2 separate regions of the Muntiacus reevesi genome follow, and region 1 is linked to region 2. The links are chromatin contacts, called in public Hi-C maps. All regions are on one chromosome and are shown on one strand. Each heading gives the region's core, a stretch centred on a gene start, on an enhancer-like site or on the middle of the called end of the contact. The rest is flanking DNA. Distances are from core to core; before and after follow the strand shown. Region 1 holds the start of VDAC2 (voltage dependent anion channel 2). Region 2 holds the start of KAT6B (lysine acetyltransferase 6B).

The links. Hi-C and Micro-C count contacts between places; a contact is called where the count stands out from the background.
Region 1: a Hi-C map of muscle shows a contact between it and region 2, with 5 times the contacts expected there. The contact joins the promoter of VDAC2 here to the promoter of KAT6B in region 2. A contact is called at or near these places in 2 of 3 Hi-C or Micro-C datasets (blood and muscle).

Annotation. Positions count from the first base shown.
Region 1 is chr2:110,079,041-110,085,118 of mMunRee1.1, forward strand. VDAC2 (voltage dependent anion channel 2) reads left to right here and starts at 3,131. Exons shown (of 10, transcript XM_065922683.1): 1 at 3,131-3,289; 2 at 3,493-3,547; 3 at 4,622-4,690; 4 at 5,486-5,535. The coding sequence starts at 3,517.
Region 2 is chr2:109,753,706-109,759,893 of mMunRee1.1, forward strand. KAT6B (lysine acetyltransferase 6B) reads left to right here and starts at 2,872. Exons shown (of 18, transcript XM_065922667.1): 1 at 2,872-2,975.

The sequences.
Region 1 (6,078 bases), core at 1,881-4,380, 330 kb after region 2:
TGAGCATGAATTGAACTGCCACTGACACACTGCTATGAGATGGTCAAGGAGTGAGCTATGTGAGGGAGGATGGAGCTTGCGTGTACAGGCTAGGGTGTACCCTCAGTGTGGGGCAGAGCCTGGGGCAGGAAGAGAAAGTGCGTATCTAGGGCTGGCTCTCCCCATGTGACGTCATCTGGCACGGTCAGGAACAGGACTGAGTTGCAATAAAGGAATGTTGAAGATTGGCCCAGTGGGATTTCAGAACTGCTGTGGACTCCACTGTATGTCCTGTTTCCCCGCTTTGACCAGGGATTTCTTCAGCAGTTTCTGTGTGCCTAACCTACTCTGTGTGTGTTGGATATGTGTATGTGTGGGAGTAGGCAGCTTCTCTTTAGTTCATAGATCTTCAGATTAAGGGGAACTGTATAGGAACTGCTGTACTTAAAGAAACTACACCAGAGAAGCCTCTTGCTGATACTGTGAATGTGGAGATTTGAGGGAGGTTTTAGGAGGGAGTTAGTGTATTTTCTGTGTAGAAGAAATGTAAGTAATGTGACCAGAGTGTTGACTATGATAGTTTAAAATATATCCACAAATTCTTTGATACTACTTTCAAAAGGAAGAGACTAATTTCTCTTGCCTTGAGGGTAGACTAGTCTTAGTTAACTCACTTCTAACAAACAGAATAAGGCAGAAGTGACGGTGTGATTTCTGAGATGGGATCATGTAAGAAACTGTGGGTTTTGTCTCTCTTTGGGATCACCAGCTCTGGAAGGAACCAGGAGCTTTGTCAGGAAGACACTCAAGCAGTCGTTCTATGGAAATAGCCACGTGGTGAGGAACGGAGGCTTCTTACCAAGAGCTACGCGAGGGAGCCACCTTGGAAGCCAATCCGATAGCAACAGTCAACCCTTCACATGACTAGACCCAGCTAAAACCTTATGGGAGGCCCTGAGCCAGAACTACTCAGCTAAGCTTAATTTTTAACCCATGGGAAGTTTCAGATACTAAAATGCTTGTTGTTTGAAGCTATTAAGTTTTGGGGTGATTGGTTACACAGTAATAGTAACTAATAGTCAATCTTGACCTCACTTGACCACTCCTTAGGATGTGATACTACTCAGCACTCCCTCTCCCATTGAGGCTTCCAAGAAAGTACTCCCCCTTGAGTTTTTTTAACCTGGCCAGTCTTTATCAGTTTTCTTCATTAGCTTTGGACGTGAGCACTCAGACATATCTACTGAATACAACTTTGAAATAAATTGCCGATTCTGCTCCTGGTTATTAGGTATTGTGTACATTCCTTGGAGTTGTAGAGGGTGAAGCCTCAGATCTATGTTCTGTGGCACAGTGAAATTCTTTGGGGGTTATAAATGCTAGACAGTTCACAGAGTGAATAAGTCCTACTGCAAGTAACCAAGGTACCTGAGCAGAGTCTAGGTTTTTCTGGGAGGTGGTGTATTATGCTGCAGTTGTGATGGGATGGCATTCTCTGCCAGGAGCCTCACAGTAGCATCAAACATGGCCTGAACAGACCAATTCCTTGTGGAACCAGGCTGATTTCAGACCAACCTGTTTGTGCTTGAATGAAGGAATTAACCAGTGCTTCTGGTGCTTGGGCTTCCCTTGTGGCTCAGCTGGTAAAGAATCTACCGGCAATGTGGGAGACCTGGGTTCAACCTCTGGGTTGAGAAGATCCCCTGGAGAAGGAAAAGGCTACCCAGTCCAGTATTCTGGCCTGGAGAATTCCATGGAGTATACAGTGCATGGGGTCACAAAGAGTCGGACACGACTGAAAGACTTTCACTTCATTTTTTCTAGTGCTTGAACTCTTACCAGCAAAGACTCTTACCTTCTTCTAACCCTTTACAATGAGTAATCCCGACCACGACGAAGCAAGATTGCTGGCTGGGGTTGCTCTCGGAGGGAAATCCAACAGCCTGTAGCTTTTTATTCAGGTTTGCATTGTGGAAGCCTATCTAATTATCCTTTTTTCCTGGTTTAGGAGGATATGGAACCTTGGCCTTGGCAGCATTTGAGCAGAGGTGACTTTCAGAGCCAGAGTCCGGGAAGGAAAAAAGGCTTTGCTCATAGTCTATGGTTGTTAATGGCTATTAAAGGCCACTTCATCTCATTTAAGCTTAAAAGAAGCTAGGGGTACAGAGGGGATAAATTGCTGATATTTGCGATAGATTCCGAAGCCTAAACTGACTCTACTTACATCTCATTAGACAGCTCATTTTTTCTTATTCCTTTGGTTCTCCCACTCTTCTTGCACACCCAGTGAACTTGAGTGCGGCGTTCTAATGCTTGGTCAGCATGTTTCCTAAAATTTCCAGCAGGAGTGACTCATTAAAACATCTTCAGTTCTCTGAGCGTGTAAGGCAATCGTACCTCTAACCGGGAAATAAGCGGCAGAAAAGGAACCCTAGGGCCTTAACCCGGGTGGGGGCGGGGGATCGAGGCAAGGCGGGGCACCCCGAGACTTGCTCAAGTTTGTTCAGGGAGGGGCAGCCCAAGAGAGCTTCTCAGGTCGAGCCCCGCTCAGCAGGGCAATTACACGAGGTGGGAGGCGGGACCAATGTAGGGAGCGCCCGAGGGGCAGGAGGGGCGCCTGTGCTCACTCCTTTCTCCCCGGGTCGGGAGGCAGGCAGGGTTTTTCAGAAGCGCACGCTGCACACGCTCAGTGTAGAAGAGGTAGTGCTCAGCTGACTCCTTCCTAGACTGGGGATTGGCTCTGCAGGGTGTGCGAACCCCAGGGGAGAAAGGGAGTTGGAGAGATGTACGTGACCGGGGGGTGTGCAGCCGCGCCCAGGCGCGCCGAGCCCCGCGCAGGCACGCGCCTGACGCCCCGCCCCGCCCGTGACGTACGCGCGCGGGGCCTCCACGCCATCCCCCGCCCGCGAGTTCCCCCCCGCGCTGCCTCCGCCGTTCCCCGCCCCTTCGCCTCTGGGGCTGCCCTCGTCGCTGCCTGACCCGAGGTCCGGCAGCGTCTATTTTTCCGGCCCCCGCCGAGGGACCGAGGCGGCCCAGCCCAGGGGAACGGCTGCGCTCGGGACACGTGGTCGTTTCGGAGCAGGCTGGAGTGAGTAGCGGGCGGCGCTGCGGGGACAGGCGCGGCGGGCAGCCCCAGGGGTAGCGGCAGGGTCCTGGCGGGGGGAGGACAGGGTTGCGGCGGGCGGAACGGTGTCTCCTTCACTTCGCCCTCCAGCCGCGGCAGCTGCAGCCCGACGCCTAGCGAGCCGAGCGGTCTCAGCTGCTAGCGGAGCGGCAGCGGCGCCTTCCCTTCCCCCCCGGAGACCACCAGGTACCACCACGCCCGCCTCACTCGGACCCTGGGCCTGGGCCCCGGCGGCCAAGCAGGACGCCTGAGTCGGACTCGGGGTCGGCCCTGACTCCCTAAGATGGCCGCGCTGCCCCGCGGCCCCTCTTCCCGATGTCTGAGTCCCCCTTCTGGCCCCTCGATTCACTTTTGACCCCTGCTGACCGCACTTCTTGTCCCTCCCTCAGATCACCTCTCCCCTCGGCCTCGCCATGGCGACCTACGGACAGAACTGCGCGCGGCGTAAGTCTAGTGGGGTTCTCTGCGGGGTGGGGCGGCGGTGTCCCGGCAGCCGAAGCCTGTTGACCAGAAAACCTCAGCTTCTTTTCCTCGTATCTTTCAAAGGGCTTGTAAACTCACCCCTTTCGTTAGCCAGTCCGCTGTCTGACTTCCCTGACTCTGCGGAGGAGGGTGTGAGTGGCATGGATTTCGGATAGGGGGACTAGGAATGGGGAGTTGGTCTGTGGCCGCATTCACCTTCAGTTTTTGGACGTGCGTTTGATTAAACTCGGAAGCAAAATTATTAATTGTCGGATTCAGCCTTTGAAGGATTGGGCCGGTCACTTTTTTAGAGGAAGTAGTAACCCCCCTTCTGAGAGCGCAAGGTCATTACATGTGCTCATAAGGGCGTGGACGTGCTATGTAGAATGAATGAGCTGGTGTGGCGAGCTCAGATTGCTTGCTCTTAAGCCTCATCGCATTGGCCGATTACTTGAGTGTCATATTAATATGTTTAAAGTGTATTGGATGTTTAGTTGATGCAGACGCTTGAGTTAAACATGGATAGCTGCATTTTTTTAAGTTCCAATGTTTAGGTTGCCCAAATATGAATTCTTTTCTCTTTCCATTCTAGAATATTGTTTTGGCCTCAGTGCGGATACTAAAGGATGAATGGGGGAGTGAAGGGGACATGTCTTAGTATTTTATTTTATCTCATTTGGTTAAATTGGCCCATTCCAGCGAATTTTGGCAGATATATCTTTACGTATAGGTATATATCTGTATGTGTTCGATTTTTTATACTAATCCCATCCTAGGAAGTGAAGTTATAAGCACTGTGTAAGTTTAGGAATAGAAAGTCTGGAGAGAGTTTCCCAAGTTTGTATAGTTACTTAACTGTTACTATCCATTTTAGAAATAAGCGCTTTGGTGCTGATATCTCCCTCATGGAGTTTTGTTGTAGTTTTATTGTAGCTTCTAGTGGTTTCAAAACCAAGTTGACCTGTTGGGATTTAATGATAGCAGTGGGTCCTAAGCTAGTTTTTGGACAGACTGGGAGAACAAGGACGTTAACACAGGAATGTTTCTTCCCACCAGCAATGTGTATTCCTCCATCATATGCTGACCTTGGCAAAGCTGCCAGAGATATTTTCAACAAAGGATTTGGTAAGAACTGTTTAAAAAATTTTAGATTAGAAGTGAAAATGTGTAAGTTTGGACTGCTTGGTGAAATTAATAATTTCTTCAGATAACTTTTCTGGTGAAAGAGTACTGTAACAATCTACATTCCCCCTTCATCCCAGTTTTCTCCATTTTTTCATTCTTTAGTTCAAGAAATTTATTTTTAAGGAAAAAAAATTTTTTATGCTTTTATTTACTTTCAGTGATACAGTTTAGGTCTTGGTTGACTAGAATTATGTTTTTTACTGTTTTTGGCTTTTATGGTGGTGACTCCTAAAGGATTATGGGGTTTTTCAAATAAATTTGGGTTTTCTTGAAGATTTTGTTCCATACCTCAGTGTCCCTATCCTTTTAGCTTTTTTTGAAGTAGTTTAGATATTAATCCCAAAGTGCGGTATGCCTTTGGGACAAATGTTGTAAATGCCTGTATTATTATAAGTTGTTGACAATTCTTGTATTTAAGTTAAAATGACTGATCTGATATTTAGGTTTGAAAAGCTTTCTTTAGTACGTGCTTTATTAAAAATGATTTGAAAGCCTTTTTGAGGGTGGGTGCCAAATACACATCGACACACTAGGCAAAGCTTCCTGGAGATGTTCTGTCCTTTACATGTTAGTTTATAGAATAATTAAAATTGTTTTCATTTAAATACTGTATATTAACACATATTTATCTTCCTCTAAACATGTGATTTTTTTTTTTTAACGTAGAGTGAGCTATTGGTGTGTATCTTTTTGTGCAAAAGTATCATTTTGTTCTTTTTTGCTTTCTACCTGAAGGTTTTGGGTTGGTGAAACTGGATGTGAAAACAAAGTCCTGCAGCGGTGTGGTGAGTGTTAGGTATTTACTAACCTAAAAGCGGCGTGGTGAGTGTTAGGTATTTGATAAGTAGTGACAAACTTCTATGTAACTTTTCAACACATAAAATAGTCATAACTGAAAGATGTCTACCCATTTTATTTTAAAGAAGATAATTTCATTTTAAAAGAATTTTATCTTGATTTATTTTGGCTTTAGATATGATTTCTGATTTTCATGTGTTTTGCCCTGCACAAGAAATTCAAAAAAGACAGTCTTGTGGTATTCTGTTTACTAAGTAAGATTGCAAGCTTGAAGGTAGGAAAGTTGTTACACTTTTTTGTAACCCATTTAATACCTTTGAAAAGCATTCAGGGAGACTTCCTGTTGGTCCAATGGCTGAAACTTCATGTTCGCAGTGCAGGGGACCTGGGTTTGATCCCTGGTTGGGGAACTAGATCCCACATGCCACAATTAAAGGATTCCGCATGCTGTAACTAAAAAGAGGATCTTGTATGCTGCAGCTGAGACCCAACACAGGCAAATGAATAGATAAATGTCTTTTGAAAAAAGG
Region 2 (6,188 bases), core at 1,622-4,121:
CAGAATCTGGGGTTGGGCCAAAGAATCTGTGTTTTAAGCACTCATTCCCAGATCATTCTGATGTTGCTGATCTGTGGGCCACACTGAGCAGGTCTGGTCAGTGGCGCCCACTGGCAGCTCTTTTGGGGAAGGGAGGAGGACTCATCAGATGGGCCCCTGGATTCATAATCCTTCAGTCCAGTCAGCTTGCAAATTTTGCACCGTGCTTGGTTTTCAAGTTATTTCTAGGTTAACATCTTAATTGAGCTGTTCAGCTCAGCTGAGGCTTTGAGATACTATAGATAAAGAGAGGTTTAGAGGAAGCATGAAGTATGTATCTCTGGCTGTGACTCTGTTATCCTTTCCAGTCCCACTTATCTGAAGAGCCAGAATTTCTCAAAGGACAAGTAACCTTAGAGGGGAGTATCATTGGGAAAGCAACACAGTCCCTTTCCTTGCCATGCCCGGCTAGAGAACTATATTAAGAAAAGAACCTAAAAAAACAAACAAACAAAAAAAAAAAAACACATCAATTTGTTGGGTAAAGATACTTCCATCTTCTGTGTTTGCCAGCTCCTGGAGTTACAGGAGCACAAGTTTAGGCAAATGAGACCCTTTTCTGTCTAAGGTGTCTGTTCAGGTCTTGATGCACTAGAAATCCATCTGGCTAACTCATTAGTGATAACAAGTGTTAGATGCTCATAAATCTCCCACGATTCATTGGCTGAAGACATCTTAAATGTGGACTTTTGGCTTTAATTGTCTTTGGTTGCTTCTTTAGCATACTTTAGTTTGTACTGATTTGGGGTTTTGAAACTTGTTTTTAATTAAGACATGGTTTATTTTTATTGCTTGAGATAAAATGCAGGCTGGGAGGCTCAAATCTAAGTTACAAAATAAAAGTACATCTGGGCAGACCACGGGGAAAAAACAAAAACAGAACATAAAGGCTTAAGTGTGTGCCAGGATTCTTAGATTTACTTAGTAATTTCTTGGAGAATAAAAATCCCAGCACCTGCATTATAAAAAAAAGCATACCTTATAAATGTCCTTCTCTTTGAAATACCTAAATGAAGTAGACTGAATTATAAACTAATGGCTTGTAAAAATTCACCTTGAGCCGGCTACTGAAGATACTAAATAAAAGAGGTAGAGAGAGGCTATGAGGAAACCCAACCTGCTGTTTGTTTGTTTTATCAGTAATGTAACTCAAAAGTAGCCAAGCCGAGAGCTTTCCCTGTGTTTTGTTTCCCCAAGCTGAGCCTGTGAATGCCAAGATTTAATCTAAAGAGGTTTGTGTTTTAAAAACTAACAACCAAGTAATAAAACACCTATAAAAGGGATTTATAATGGAACCGGTGACAGTTTTGAGTGTAGTATTACAACTCTTCTGCTCCCCCTCTCCCCTCTTCTGTCCTTTCATCCAACTCTGCACCCTTTGTCTTGGCTCTTTCTCACCTTGCTGCCAAGAAGCATGTAAGTAGGGGCAGCTCACACCCTAGAGAAGCAAACCATCTTAAAAAAGTGAAGTGTGTTTTAGCTCTGCAATCGATGACTGCGCTGTGCTGCTGCTTTTGTTTGTTTGAGAGAAGTTGCTCTAACAAAGTACCTACCTAGCTTGCACAGTGGTTGCTAATGCGGAGCTGAAGATGCTGCTGCTGCAGGGTCACTGCCATGAGGATGCTAGAGTCAACGAGGGCAGGAAGCCGGGGACTCCTCTCCCTGGTACCTTGTGTCACCCTGCCAGGGCCCAAGACCGCCCTGGGGCAGACTTGACTCAACAGGTGGCTTTCCACCTAGGCCACCATGCCTGAAACTTGGTTCTTTTACAAAGTCATAGTTCTCCTCCCCCTCACGAAGAAATGGCGCCTCGGAAGGGAAACTTCGTACTCAAACTCTCTAGGAGCCATTTCTCAAGGCTACTTTTACTATTTTCTGAAGTCTCCCCTGTCAGCATCCCACCGGTCTCCGGGAAGAACGAGGGTCTCTCTTCAGAGTCTGGACGGCGCTGGGAGGCATGTGGGCAGCGTCAAAGTGGCCTCGCCTGGGCGGCCAGATGAGCCCCCAGCCTCCCTCTTGTGGGCCTCAGGAACTCGGGGGGCCCAGGGGAAGCCTGGAAAACCGAACTTCGCCATCAGCCTTCCTTCGAGCGCTGGCTAGAAGAGAGGGGGAAGGGCCCCCCCAGCCGCCTCCCCACCCCCGCCCCTAGCCCCTCTGCCACCCGGCTGCATCGCCCAAGAAAGCACTGAGAACGCAGCTCAGAGCTCTCCAGCTCCTCGCAGACCGGGAGAGGGCATCTTGAGGGGCAGCTTCCCCCTCCAGCGGCGTCTGACATCCCCACTCCCACCCAAGGATGCCGCCGCCGTGCCCTGTCCGCAGTCGCTGAATGTCACTGCTCCCTCTTCCTCCTGATCAGGGTAGACACAGCTCCCGAAGCATCCCCCACCCCAAAACTGCCGCGACCGCCCAGGGTACAAGGCCCCGCGGAGGACGAAGTTTGGGGCCCACGGCGGCGGGGGGTGGGGGGGCGCTTTGGCGAGGACCGCACCTCTCAAGTCCCAGCCCTGGCGGGCACACTCCCCGCCCCAAACGGCCCAGGCGTCCCCATCCTCCCGCGGACACCGGCATCCCCGCCCTCCCCCGAGGGCGGCAAGCGGAGCCCCCCCAGGGCGGAGGCAGGTACCCCCGGGGCGGGGACTGGGGCGGGCGGGGTCCAGGCTGCGCCCCCGGCCGGGCCGGGCGGGCTAGCTGGCGGCGCGGGGGGAGCGGGGCTGGGCGGCGCTGCCTCGGGCTCTGTGCGCTGCAGCCCGGAGCCGAGGAGGAGGAGGAGGCGGAGGAGGAGAAGGAGGCGGCGGCGGTGGGTCCCGGGCGGGGGGAGCGCGGCGCTGCGGACCCGGGCGGCTGGCAAAGGACGAGGCGGAGGCTGAGGAAGGCAGCGGGGAGACCCGGGCTGCAGCAACAAAGGGCAGCAAGCGATTGGCCGGGCTGCAGGCGAGGTTAGCCCGGGACCGGGGTGGCTGGAGGCAGCGGCGAACGGTGCACGTGCTTGCAGACACGGGCGAGTGTGGAGCCGGGGGGTGCACGCCCGGCGGGTAAGGGCTTGCTCCCCCTCGGCACGGGATGGCGAGGAGGCTGCAGCGACATCATACTGCTTGCACCCGGCCTCGGCTTGCAGGGTAGGGGTGCGTGGGGGGTAAGGATGCGAGCCAGGGGGCGGGCGAGTAGTCGCCCGGGACAGGACGGGAGAAGGTGGAGGAGGGGGCGGGATGGAACGCTCCAGGCGGCGCGCCCGTCCGCGCGCTCCACCGCAGGAGCTGGCGACTGAGAACCTCGAATTTTAACTTCGCGTGCCCGCCCGCGCGCGCCCGCCCGCGCCCACCCCTAAATCCTGCGGCCGCCGCCAGCGATCAGCTCTCACACAAACTTTAGCTGCGGGCTAGGGGGTTTGGGGTTGAGTGGGGGAGGGGGAAGGGAAAAGGCCCTCTGATTGACGTCGTCTGCAGCCAATAAGGCCAAGTACCTCTCCTACGAGTAGACCCAATCCTTTTCTAGAGGTAGAGGGGGCGGGTAGGTGGAAGTAGAGGTGGCGCGGTGTCTGGGCGAGAGAAAAAAGGCTGGACCAATAGGTGCCCAGAAGAGGCGGGCCAGGCGGTCTGTTGATTGGTACTGGCAGTGGGCCCTCCCCCGGGGTGGTACCGGAGGGGGGGCTGATGGGTCGAGGGGTGTGCCTATGCGGAGGCGAGATGACCGGCAGGATCCTGCCCCAATGGGCTGCAGAGTGGTTAGTGTGTGGGTGACGGACAGACTCCTAGGCCAACGGGTGGCCCTAAGTGTCTGCGGTCTAGTCCAATGGAGCAGCGCTGGGGCGGGACCGTGGCTCGGGTTTAATGAGACTCCATTGGGCTGTAATCAGTGTCATGTCGGATTCATGTCAACGACAACAACAGGGGGACACAAAATGGCGGCGGCTTAGCTCCTACCCCTGGCGGCGGCGGCAGCGGTGGCGGAGGCGGCGGCACCTCCTCCAGGCGGCAGCCGCGGCTTTTTTCTCAGGCAGCGGCAGCGCCCCCGGCAGGCGCTGTGGCGGTGGCGCGCGGCCAGGTCTGTCACCCACCCCGCGCGTTCCCAGGGGGAGGAGACTAGGCGGGAGGGGGGCGGGAGGGGGAAATAGGGGGCTTGTGACGCCCCTCCCACAGGCCTCTGCGCGAGGGTCACCGCGGGGCCGCTCGGGGTCAGGCTGCCCCTGAGCGTGACGGTAGGGGGCGGGGGAAAGGGGAGGAGGGACAGGCCCCGCCCCTCAGCGGGACCTCCAGGGCAGGGGGCGGGGCTCGAGGGTAGAGGGGCGGAGCGATATCGAGATGGGGGCGGGGTTCGGGTGGTCGGAAGGCTAGGGCTCGTAGGGGTTTTCTGAGTGGGAGGGACCTACTAGGAACGGTAGGGGGCCAGTGAGTGTCTGGGAAGAACACTCCCAAGGAGGGGGTGGGTGTGAGGGGAAACGAGGTGTGCAAGCAGGTGCAGCAGGGAGGGTGAGGAGAGGGCAGGATGGGGAGATGTAGAGGGAGGACCGAGGGGCAAGTGAAACGGTGCAGAAGGCTGAACTTGTAGATATCGGGGGAGGGGGGCAGAGTAAGAATGGATTTGGGTGTGGTGGATATGGAGTAATGCTGAGAAAGCGGTGCAGAGTAGATGCTGGTTTGGAGGAAGTATTTGAGGAAACGGGGGTCAGGTGCATTTACAATGGGGGGAAGGAGGTATATGGGTGAATCGGCATGCTAGAATAGAAAGATTTGTTAGCTTTGGGGTATAGAAGCTTGGAAAAAACATGGAGGGATGGGAAACGGATATTCTTTGGAGAGTTTCTGGAAGACAGAAGAGCAAACTTAAATGCCAAGGGAGCCTACTTAGAATTTAGATATATTCTAAATTATTACGTATATTTTGCCCCGAGGTGACCCTTGCGCAAAATATATCTAACAGAAAGTCTGTTAGGAGTCAGGAGGTTCAGGAGGTGGGAAAAGGTGACAGGTGTGAAGAAAGGTACGTGGGATTGGGCGAATGTGATTTGGATTGAATCGGGAGGGTAGATGGGCAAAGAAAGATGTTAGTGTGGGAGACAGGGTTGTTAGAGGCTTCCCAAGTGGCTCAGTGGTAAAGAATTCACCTGTCAATGCAGGAGGGTAGGGGACAGGTTTAATCCCTGGGTCCAAAAGATCCCTTGGAGTAGGAAATGGCATCCCACTCCGGTATTCTTGCCTGGAAGGGAAATTCCATGAACAGAGGAGCTGGTGGCCTACAACCCATGGGTACGCAACTTGGCACACACTTTGGATTTCTTGGGTGTAATTTGTGCCGGAGTCAGCAAAGGGGGAACTGGATGTCTGTCTCAGAAAGAGACTCCTTGTGTTTGCATATTTTTGAATTTGTAAGTACTTTGGTCTGAATTGAGTGCAGGGAGTGGTAGGAGACAAAGGGCAAAGGCAGAGGAGGGGCTAGATTACAAATGCAGAAAATAGGAAAAGAGAACCCGTGAACCAAGATTTGGGTGGAGGTACCTGGAAATTCAAAGTAAAGAGCATATGAAGACCTGTCGATATATGGACAGGAGGTGGGAGTAGCTAATGGGAATAACTTACACCGAGATAGTGTTCCAGTTCTGTGGTACTCCAAAAAAGGTGTGTGTGTGTGTGTGTGTGTTTTGTATGACTGTGAGTAAAGTACATTGATTTTCTGGGGTAATCTTGAAGTAAAACACTCCATTCTTTTATTCATAAATTCTTCACACATTTATCAAAATGAATTTGGGCAGGATTTTTTTTTTTTTTTTTCAAAAGAAAAGGATAGTGCATTTTTCAATAAAGGATAAGATTCTTACCTGAGAACTTGAACTTAGGGTCAAAGATTGAGATGGTGATGGTTAAAAAGAGAAGATAAAGACACAAGGAGGGTTTACCATTAAAGGAGGAACTTAGGAGACTGACTGGCTGGTGGTGATGACATGGTCAGTTGAAATTTTGCCTACTAGTCAAGCCCAGGCCTCTTGAGTAGAGTGAATGTTATGTCTTAGCTGTTACACCAGATGTTTATCTCTCACACTACTTGTGCAGATAAGGTGGGAACTGTCAGATATAAGGCATCAGGGGAGGGGAAAGTAAAATAAGGTGAATATTGGAAGGTAGTTGAGGAAGTTGGATAAATAAAGCACTTCAGAA